3 separate regions of the Macaca mulatta genome follow, and regions 1 and 3 are each linked to region 2. A link is a contact called in public Hi-C data. All regions are on one chromosome and are shown on one strand. Each heading gives the region's core, a stretch centred on a gene start, on an enhancer-like site or on the middle of the called end of the contact. The rest is flanking DNA. Distances are from core to core; before and after follow the strand shown.

What was found. A called contact is a pair of places that touch in the nucleus more often than the background predicts.
Region 1: a contact with region 2 is called in a Hi-C map of fetal cortical plate, with 2.4 times the contacts expected there. The contact joins the enhancer-like site here to the promoter of LOC144331400 in region 2. A contact is called at or near these places in 4 of 14 Hi-C or Micro-C datasets (CD4 T cells, fetal cortex germinal zone, fetal cortical plate and 1 more).
Region 3: a contact with region 2 is called in a Hi-C map of blood, with 2.6 times the contacts expected there. The contact joins the enhancer-like site here to the promoter of LOC144331400 in region 2. A contact is called at or near these places in 2 of 14 Hi-C or Micro-C datasets (blood and fetal cortical plate).

What each region holds. Positions count from the first base shown.
Region 1 is chr9:86,597,332-86,600,589 of T2T-MMU8v2.0, forward strand. It overlaps JMJD1C (jumonji domain containing 1C), which reads left to right. Exons shown (of 26, transcript XM_077946712.1): 9 at 233-405; 10 at 666-2,869. Among named protein-coding and RNA genes, the nearest start is that of NRBF2, 78 kb to the right of the region's middle. Within about 2 kb of position 1,955, at least 12 of the 40 cell types and tissues checked have an H3K27ac peak or open chromatin away from gene starts, as enhancers often do. A contact at or near this core is called in fetal cortical plate, where this site is marked.
Region 2 is chr9:86,162,322-86,165,407 of T2T-MMU8v2.0, forward strand. It overlaps LOC144331400, which reads left to right and starts at 1,603. Exons shown (of 2, transcript XM_077947934.1): 1 at 1,603-3,086. The coding sequence starts at 2,238. The coding sequence ends at 3,050.
Region 3 is chr9:86,547,678-86,550,880 of T2T-MMU8v2.0, forward strand. The region is part of intron 4 of JMJD1C (jumonji domain containing 1C); the gene reads left to right. Among named protein-coding and RNA genes, the nearest start is that of MIR1296, 120 kb to the left of the region's middle. Within about 2 kb of position 1,859, at least 10 of the 40 cell types and tissues checked have an H3K27ac peak or open chromatin away from gene starts, as enhancers often do. A contact at or near this core is called in blood and fetal cortical plate, where this site is marked.

The DNA of each region.
Region 1 (3,258 bases), core at 705-3,204, 440 kb after region 2:
TGACAATAAGTTATTTAATACTGATTATGATATGGAAAAATCTGTATAATTATGTTATTATTTGACTATTTCTCATAAGATGTATTTAGAAAAGTTACAAGTTTCCCAAATAAGCTGCTATTTGAATGAACTCATAAACCACCAAGATCATACCCAGTCCTACTGTGACACGGTGTTTAGCTTTTTCTAGTAACTGAAATCTAGGTTTTTTGTTTTGTTTTGTTTTTAATAGAATTCTCCCAGTCCTTGGCTACATCAGCCCACCCCTGTGACCTCAGCAGATGGTATTGGATTACTTAGTCACATTCCTGTCAGACCTTCCAGTGCAGAGCCTCATCGGCCTCTTAAAATTACAGCCCATTCCAGTCCACCACTGACAAAAACTTTAGTAGATCATCATAAGGAGTAAGTTCACCAATGCTTAAAAATTATAAATACCTTGTTCATAATTTTTCTTAATTCGCCTTTTAAACAGTTAATTTTAAGTTAACACATATCTTAAGATTAGGCTTGTTCTGTTTTGATATTTCTTCAAATTTGTTATAATAATAGAGTACATGCAAAGATGTCTTTTACTTTCATAGTAGAATGATATTGCATAGAAGCTATCTTTGTATTTTGCAAGAAAAAGTGGTTACAGAAATATTTGTGTATTTTCTTTGCAGAGAATTAGAAAGGAAAGCTTTTATGGAACCATTACGGTCTGTTGCATCCACGTCAGCAAAAAATGACCTGGATCTAAATAGGTCACAGACTGGAAAAGATTGTCACTTACATAGGCATTTTGTGGATCCAGTATTAAATCAATTACAGAGACCACCCCAGGAGACTGGAGAGAGATTAAACAAATACAAAGAGGAACACCGTCGAATTCTTCAAGAAAGTATTGATGTTGCTCCCTTTACAACTAAAATCAAGGGACTTGAGGGTGAGAGAGAGAATTATTCCAGAGTGGCATCATCATCGTCCAGTCCTAAAAGCCATGCCATCAAACAAGATATGGATGTAGAACGCTCAGTATCAGATCTTTATAAAATGAAGCACTCAGTGCCTCAGAGTTTACCCCAAAGTAACTATTTCACTACATTGTCTAATAGTGTGGTCAATGAACCACCAAGATCATACCCATCCAAAGAAATTTCAAATATTTATGGTGATAAACAGAGTAATGCCCTTGCAGCAGCAGCAGCTAATCCTCAAACTCTGACTTCATTTATAACATCTCTTTCAAAGCCTCCACCTTTGATTAAACACCAACCAGAAAGTGAAGGTTTAGTAGGCAAGATACCAGAACATCTTCCTCATCAGATTGCATCTCACTCAGTAACAGCCTTCAGAAATGACTGTAGGAGTCCTACCCATTTGACAATTTCTTCTACAAATACACTCCGCAGTATGCCTGCATTACATAGAGCACCAGTATTTCACCCACCAATCCATCACAGCCTGGAAAGAAAGGAAGGCAGCTATAGTAGCCTTTCCCCTCCAACTTTAACTCCTGTGATGCCAGTAAATGCTGGTGGTAAAATTCAAGAGTCACAGAAGCCTCCAACTCTAATACCCGAGCCAAAAGACTCTCAGGCAAATTTTAAGAGTTCTTCAGAACAGAGTTTGACAGAGATGTGGAGACCTAATAATAACTTCAGCAAAGAGAAAACCGAATGGCATGTGGAGAAAAGCAGCGGAAAGTTACAGGCTGCTATGGCATCTGTCATTGTGCGTCCGTCTTCTAGTACAAAAACTGATAGTATGCCAGCAGTGCAGTTAGCTTCTAAAGATCGAGTTAGTGAAAGATCTTCAGCTGGGGCACATAAAACAGATTGCCTCAAACTAGCAGAAGCCGGAGAAACTGGAAGAATCATTTTGCCAAATGTGAATTCAGACAGTGTTCACACAAAATCTGAAAAAAACTTTCAGGCTGTCTCACAGGGCAGTGTTCCCAGTTCAGTCATGTCTGTAAATACAATGTGTAATACCAAAACGGATGTAATCACATCTGCTGCCGATACTACCAGTGTTTCCAGCTGGGGTGGTTCAGAAGCAATTTCTTCTTTATCAAATACCATTTTGGCCTCTACATCATCAGAATGTACATCTTCAAAAAGTGTCAGTCAGCCAGTGGCTCAAAAACAAGAATGCAAGGTCAGCACCACAGCACCAGTTACGTTAGCCAGTAGTAAGACAGGAAGTGTTGTTCAACCCAGTTCTGGGTTCTCAGGCACAACTGATTTTATCCATTTAAAAAAGCACAAGGCAGCATTGGCTGCAGCTCAGTATAAAAGTAGTAATGTCAGTGAGACTGAACCTAATGCTATAAAAAGTCAGACACTTTCAGCCTCCCTTCCTCTTGATAGCACTGTAATCTGTAGTACAATTAACAAAGCAAACTCTGTAGGAAATGGGCAAGCTTCCCAGACAAGTCAACCAAACTACCATACTAAACTGAAAAAGGCCTGGCTCACCAGACATTCAGAAGAAGATAAAAATACTAATAAAATGGAAAATTCAGGGAATTCTGTATCAGAAATTATTAAGCCATGTTCTGTCAATTTAATAGCCTCTACATCTAGTGATATACAAAATAGTGTAGATAGTAAGATCATAGTTGATAAATATGTAAAAGATGATAAAGTCAATAGGAGAAAAGCCAAAAGAACTTATGAATCTGGCTCTGAAAGTGGAGACTCAGATGAAAGTGAAAGCAAGTCAGAGCAAAGGACTAAAAGACAACCTAAGCCAACTTACAAAAAGAAGCAAAATGATTTGCAGAAGAGAAAAGGTGAAATAGAAGAAGATTTGAAACCCAATGGAGTTCTCAGCAGGAGTGCCAAAGAAAAAAGTAAACTGAAGTTGCAAAGCAACAGTAATAGTAAGTCAGTTACTTTGTTTTATCTCAGGTAAAATGGGCTGAATGTTTTAGCTGAATTAGTGTGCTTCTTTAAAGATCAGTGAGCTTAAAGGCATCCTTTGTCTTCATTTGCATGCCTTACCTTTATGTGTATGCTCATTGATCTCGTTTCTACATTTCACAAACATTTCCCCTTTAAGAGGAAATGAGAGAACACTTATTCCTCCATTTTTAAAAGACTTGTAGAAATATATGTTTTACCTGACAGTCATTGTAGGTAATTTGCATAACTCAGCATGGAATTTAGTAGTTATTCGTATTTTGGCCATTTTTAAGAATTGTCAAAATGCAGTTATGGCTGTCACACCAAAAGTGGATTCGTAATATCAGCTAAGATATTTACCTCTACC
Region 2 (3,086 bases), core at 353-2,852:
TCTCCCAAAGTCTGGGATTTCAGGTGTGAGCCACCACACTTGGCCATGATATTTTGTCAAGCCCAAAGCCTCTCAAAGTCCTTCCCTTCCTGGTCAGGGCTCTGGAATACACAGAAAATACCCCTTGGACACAGCTACCTTTGAAACCAAAGAGTTTGAGTGTAGGAAGGAAGAACCAGTCCAACCCTTCTTTAACTTTAAAGCAAAGGAAGCTGAGCCTGAAAAATTTAAAAGACTCCTATAGTTTCAGCAGCTCCCCTCTATACACAATAGCCCTGACCTTTTCAGAATTGCACTTTCTGTGCATCTAATATATTTTTGAGTTCCCAAATTTTCACTTAATACAGAGGTTGCCTTGATCAGATTCTTCTAAAATTCCAAAGGAAGAAGGGGCTCTGCAGAAAAAGAGATGTTTTCAGCATACATCTGTAATACCTTATCATCACCCTAGTGAAATATTCTGAAAGAACGAATCATCTTCTTTGGGAAGAGGTTATAATGGGAAACCCAGAAGTCAAATCCATGTTTTAAAAGGCTTTCACAGTATGATGAAAGACTATGTGTGCATCACTATCATTTCATCCAATTTCCTCTAGTTAGACTGAAAACTCTGCCAGGGGAAGGACTGGAGATGTGCCTAGAGTGTTGTGGGTTTTATTCATTCAACCAGTGTATTAAAACTCATACTCCTTTTAAAAAAGGATCTCTGGAGGCTACCTAGTTACCATTGCCCACACCTTTCATTTTGGTGGTAAACAGTCTACTCACATTGATAATGACAATTATGTCCTTCCTATGCATCAAACTTTGTGTTAAGCACTTGATTTGTACTATCATTAATCCTTAACCCTTACACCACCCCTATGCTACTCTAAAATGTACAGTTACATTTTAGAAATAATGAAGCTTGCCAGGCATGGTGGCTCACGCCTGTAATCCCAACACTTTGGGAGGCTGAGCTGGGAGGAATGCTTGAGGCTAGGAGTTTCAGGCGAGCCTGGGCAACACAGTGAGACTCCCTATCTCTAAAAAACAAAAATAAAAAATTAACCAGGTGTGGTGGCATGCGACTGTAACCCTAGCTCGTTGGAAGGCTGAGGCCAGAGGATAGTCTGAGCCCAGGAGTTTGAGACTGCAACGAGCTAGGATCGTGCCATTGTACTTTAGCCTGGGCAACACAGTGAGACCCTGTCTCTAAGCAGCACCAGGGGCATAAGAGATTGAGTAATTTGCCACGAGTCACAGAAGTAGGCAATGGAAGAGTTCATATTTGAAAACTAACCGCAGGCATTTAATACCCTATTTTCTTTTGATTCTCAGTGAAGCCTGGCAGTCTTTGGGAGAGGAAACCCCAAGGCTTGTTCACAGTTTCAGCTGGTGAATAAGGTGGGACCCATTCATGCACTTCGCCCCCAACGGGAGATTTGCCATAAATTGAAGACTCTGAATAGTCACTGGGTTTGGAAGAGAGTATGCGTCAACTGGGACCATCCAATGAAAAAGGACCAACATCATTTAACATAATTTTCTTGTTGGTTATGATTTTTTTCTCTAAGGATATTTTCCCCCCTCTGGTTTTCTAAATTGTCACAAAACATTTGCGCAACGACCTGGGGTGTTATGACACCCTTAAATGAAAATCTGAGGACAGCTTGGATGAAGGACAACTTTTAAGTAAGAACACAGTCCGCCCTCGCCTTGGTTAAACAAATCGAATGGAAACGATTTGTTCAAGATGGGAGCATCCAATAAACGCAAGCTCTTCGAAACAGCCCTGATTCCCTGGCAAACGCTGTTGCTTAGCGAAACGTCAAAACCCCTACGTGCAAACAAACGTCTGAGGGGCGCCCCCGCCCTGCGCAGGCTTCTCCAGGCAGCTCGGGCTTTGGAGAACGTCTGGAGGACATTGGTAGCTCCTCCCTCTCCGGTTAAAGACTTGGGTAGGGGATCGAGGATCTCCGAGTCGGGTCATCTGGGCTGACCCGCATCCCGACTCCCAGGACTATGCAGGGGAGCTGGGGGGCGAGTCGCTCCGCGCCAGGAAACGCCTGCGTCTCAGCGCAGGAACAGAGGCGAGAAGCAGAGGGGAGCCCTGCCCTCGTTCCAGACCTGGAGCAGTGCGCCCCTCCCCCGCCCCGGAAACATCCCCGCCGCCCCTCCCTCCACCACCACCTCCCGGGGACCTAGGTTATAAAATCCCACGCAGTGGGGCGGGCACGGTGACGGCGGTTGGGGGGATGGCGCAAGCCGCCACCGCCCACTGGCACGGCACCAGCGCCCTCCAGCACCCAACCGCCGCCTTCCTCTCCCCGGCGAGGCTCCAGGTTCCCTCCCGTCAGCCCAGCCCCCCAGCGCGGCTCCTGCCTCACTGCACCCACCCGCCCTGCACCACAACCTCCCAGCTCGGCCCTGGAGAGCGCCCCCCCGCATCTGGACTCCCGCTGTCCGAGGGAGGAGCCGCGCCGCGGCCGCCCCGCCCTTGGCGTTCTTTGATTCTCCCGGCCTCTGGGACATCTGGGTGCCGAGGGTTACGTGCATCAGATGTGGCTCCTGGGCCGCCAGATGTGCGCGTTCCCTGCCCGGGGCAGGCGGCCGGCGAGTCTGGGCGGACGCGTGGGAGGGGCTGGGAGTTTTCCCTCCTAGCTGACTTAAAAGCCAGCAGAACCTCAAGCCCCCTAGGCTCCCGGGGGGGAGCCTGGGCCTCCTGGCTCTCCGGGACTCACTGCCCAAAGGAAAAGTTTCCAGCCCAGTCTGTGCCTCGCCGCCGAGCAGCCCTTGGGGCTTCTCAAAGTGGTAGAGAAAATAGGGCAGTTCTACAGGATGCCCCAAAGAAAACCCTCATATGTCGACCAGCGGACCTTAGTGCTGGCGTGGGACTACAGCTGCGTAGCCAGCAAACCCCAGGTGGGGGAGGGGGAGAAGTGGCGGTAGAGTTCGCATCTGGGGCTTGCTCTAAAGCGCTCTTTGACCGCTTTTGGATTCCATATTTGAAGTTGAGAGTCGTATTCCACCTGGTACAGGCAGTTCAGGGCACGAGAAAAGCCAAGTGAACTCTGTGACTCAATCCCCTTGGAATGTGCCTGGAA
Region 3 (3,203 bases), core at 609-3,108, 390 kb after region 2:
GATATTTGAAACTCCTTTTTCTTCCTACCATTCACACGCTCATTGACTATTTCTTTGCCACCATCTGCTGCTTACTTTTAACAATCTTTCTTAGTAGTCTTCCCTGGAACTCTTAGCATTTTTTTCTCCAGCTGGTGCTAAACAAACTTTTTCAACTCTCAATATAACCCATAGACAGTGTATAATAGAACATGTTTTTGTAGTAGTGTTTTTTTCTTCTCCCCCTTTTTATGAAGAATAAGTAGGTAAGATTTCATTGTGACTTCTTAAACTATTATTTTAAGAAAATGACATTAGAAAAGATGAGTGCAAAACTATATTGTGGTGTTATCCTTTACAGCACACCCTTACCTTTTTTCCAAAGGGAAAGTCATGTACTCTACTTGTGGCTGATAGTTATTTTTGTCTCAGAAAGTAGAAGTGATATTCAATAAGGTACAAAATTCTTTTTTTTTTTTGTTTGGCTCTGGGAAGACACTTTGTAGCTATAATACTAAGGTCTGGAAGTCCTCTAAGCATTAGATAAAAGAGTTAGACTAAATGACCTTTATAGCAGTGAGTACACTACGTCTGTGAACTTGTTGAAGGTGAAAAACCAGCCTTTTCTGGTCAACTGGTCAACATTAAACGAATCAAGCCCTAATTATTTTAGTCTTTAGGATAAGAGTCATTCAACTAAAGCTATGTTTATCTTAAAAGAACTTTTCAGTTAGGGTGCCAGATGCAAATCAAATGTTCTGCAGAACTGGAAAACCAGGATCATTTGGATTAATAGTACTTACTCAGCACTTGCTACTCTCTTCTTTTTTTTTTTTTTTGAGATGAAGTCTCACTCTGTCACCCAGGCTGGAGTGATCTCGGCTCACTGCAACCTCCATCTCCTTGGTTCAAGTGATTCTCCCACATCAGCCTCCTCAGTAGCTGGAACTACAGGTGCGAGCCACCACGCCCGGCTAATTTTTTGTATTTTTAGTAGAGACAGGGTTTCACCAATGTTGGCCAGGATGGTCTCAAACTCCTAACTCAAGTAATCCTCCCACCTCGGCCTCCCAATGTGTTGGGATTATAGGTGTGAGCCACTGCGCCTGGCTACTCTTTTTCTATATCTGTTTCTGGATTATATTTTGACAGGCGTCGAACACGTTCCTAGTTACTCCATGAGTTTTCATATGCATCTCCCTTTTCCGTTGTACTTTGCCTTCATTTTAACATTTGATTAAAATTTAGAGGTGCCTTGTTGACGTAAAATGAGAACAATTGTAGCATATATACTGTGCTGAAAGTATTAAAAATACATAACTGTTAACTGACTACTGGTAGATCATTGACTTGGTAGGATGAGCATCCATGGGCAGGCATAGCCTGGGGGTGGTCTAGGAGATGAGGCCAGAACAGGAAACAGCTATTTTGTAATATTTGGCTTTATTCCATTTCAAGTCAAAAGTGACAGCTTGCAGTAGTAGAACTAAGCTGAAGCCTCGATAGTAGGATGGACAAGAAAAGAGGAACCAGCAGCTAAAGCAGAGTGTGAATATACTTCCTTGTTTTTTAAAAATTATTTTTAATATAAAGTTGCTTTATCATGTTTTAATATTCAGTAATTTTGCTCTGTATTCTATTTAAATATTCCATTACCTACCTATATTATTTTATATAGCTGTGATTTCAAAAATAGTAATGAAACATGCTTATTAAGGTCCCATAAATTACCCCCGTACATATCTGTTGCTATTTTAAAAAGGAGCTCTTCATTTGTAAAAATTGGTTGCAAAACTTGATGTGTTGAAAATGTATCCTCAGAGTTCGGGAACATGTTATTTTGACTGAAATTTGGCCCAAGCATGAGCTATTCTGCAATATTCAGATTAAAAACATTTATAAGTCACGGCAGTAGTTCTTTCCCGGTCCGAAATCTGCTGTGATCATATGCTGAAAAATCTGCCAGTCTCCTTTTAAATTTTCATAGCTGCTGCTATGAATTTAAAGTATGTGAAATTATGCTTGTAGACTCTAAGCCATCACTAGTTGCCATTGAGAAAGATTTTCTGGTTTCTTTTTTCCAATCAAAATAAGATCATAGGATTGATTTATTCTTTTTCTTAATTGCATAATCTTACTGAAACATGGTCATATTTAAAATCTCAGTTTTGTTCCTCAGTATAATAGTAATATTTTATTAGGATTAGAATTTAATTAGGATTAGAATATTTTCATGTGCATTATTTTATTTCTGATGTTAGCTTTATGAAGAAAATGATTGTATTATTTTGTGTAATGCTTTCAGGATACATATTAATTTATTAATCCACTCAACTCTTTGAGAAGTCTAACTTACAAATGAGAAGGAAGCAAAATAGAAACTATGTAAAGTAGACTAAATTTTAAAAGGGTGTGATTATTGTGATGATACAGCAGGCACTGTCATGGTACATCCACAGCAAGAAACTACAGCTGAACTTTACTCAGACTGGAAATGGGAACTAGAAAGTCGGGAACTCAAGTCACATATTCCCTTTTCTCCCCGCCCCAGAATCTCCTTTTTTTGACGGGTTTATTCTCCTAACTCATAGGTATTGCTTCTCATAACACTAGTTTTCATTTGACTTATGTGTGTCAGTATCAATTCACCTACCTGTCCTCGCTCCTTTACAAGACCTTTTAGATCTAATATTTATGTTTTCTACTAAAATTACAGATGGCATAGGGGAATGAAACGTTGAAAAGAAGAAATAAATATAAGGAAGAGAATATGTGGTAGTAATTTTCTATGGTAGGCGGAGAAAGTGATGTTTAGCTCAGCTGTGACTTGGCATCTAGGTTCACACAGCTTGTGATAGTCAGAAAAGAACCTGGGTTGGGTGTGGTGGCTCACACCTGTAATCCTAGCACTTTGGGAGGTCGGGGTGGGAGGATTGCTTGAGCCCAGGAATTTGAGACTGGGTAACATGGGAGAACCCCTGTCTACAACAAAATAAAATTAGCTGGGCATGGTAGTGCACCTGTGTAGTCCCAGCTACTGGGGAGGCTAAGGCAGGAGGATCGCCTGAGCCCAGGAGGTTTAGGCTGCAGTGAGCCATGATCTCACCACTGCACTTGAGCCTCGGTGACAGAGGGAGACCCTATCTCATGAAAAAAGAGGGGAGCTGTGCAGCATAGTGGTACACACCTGTAATCTCAGCACTTTGGGAGGCTCAGGCAGGTGG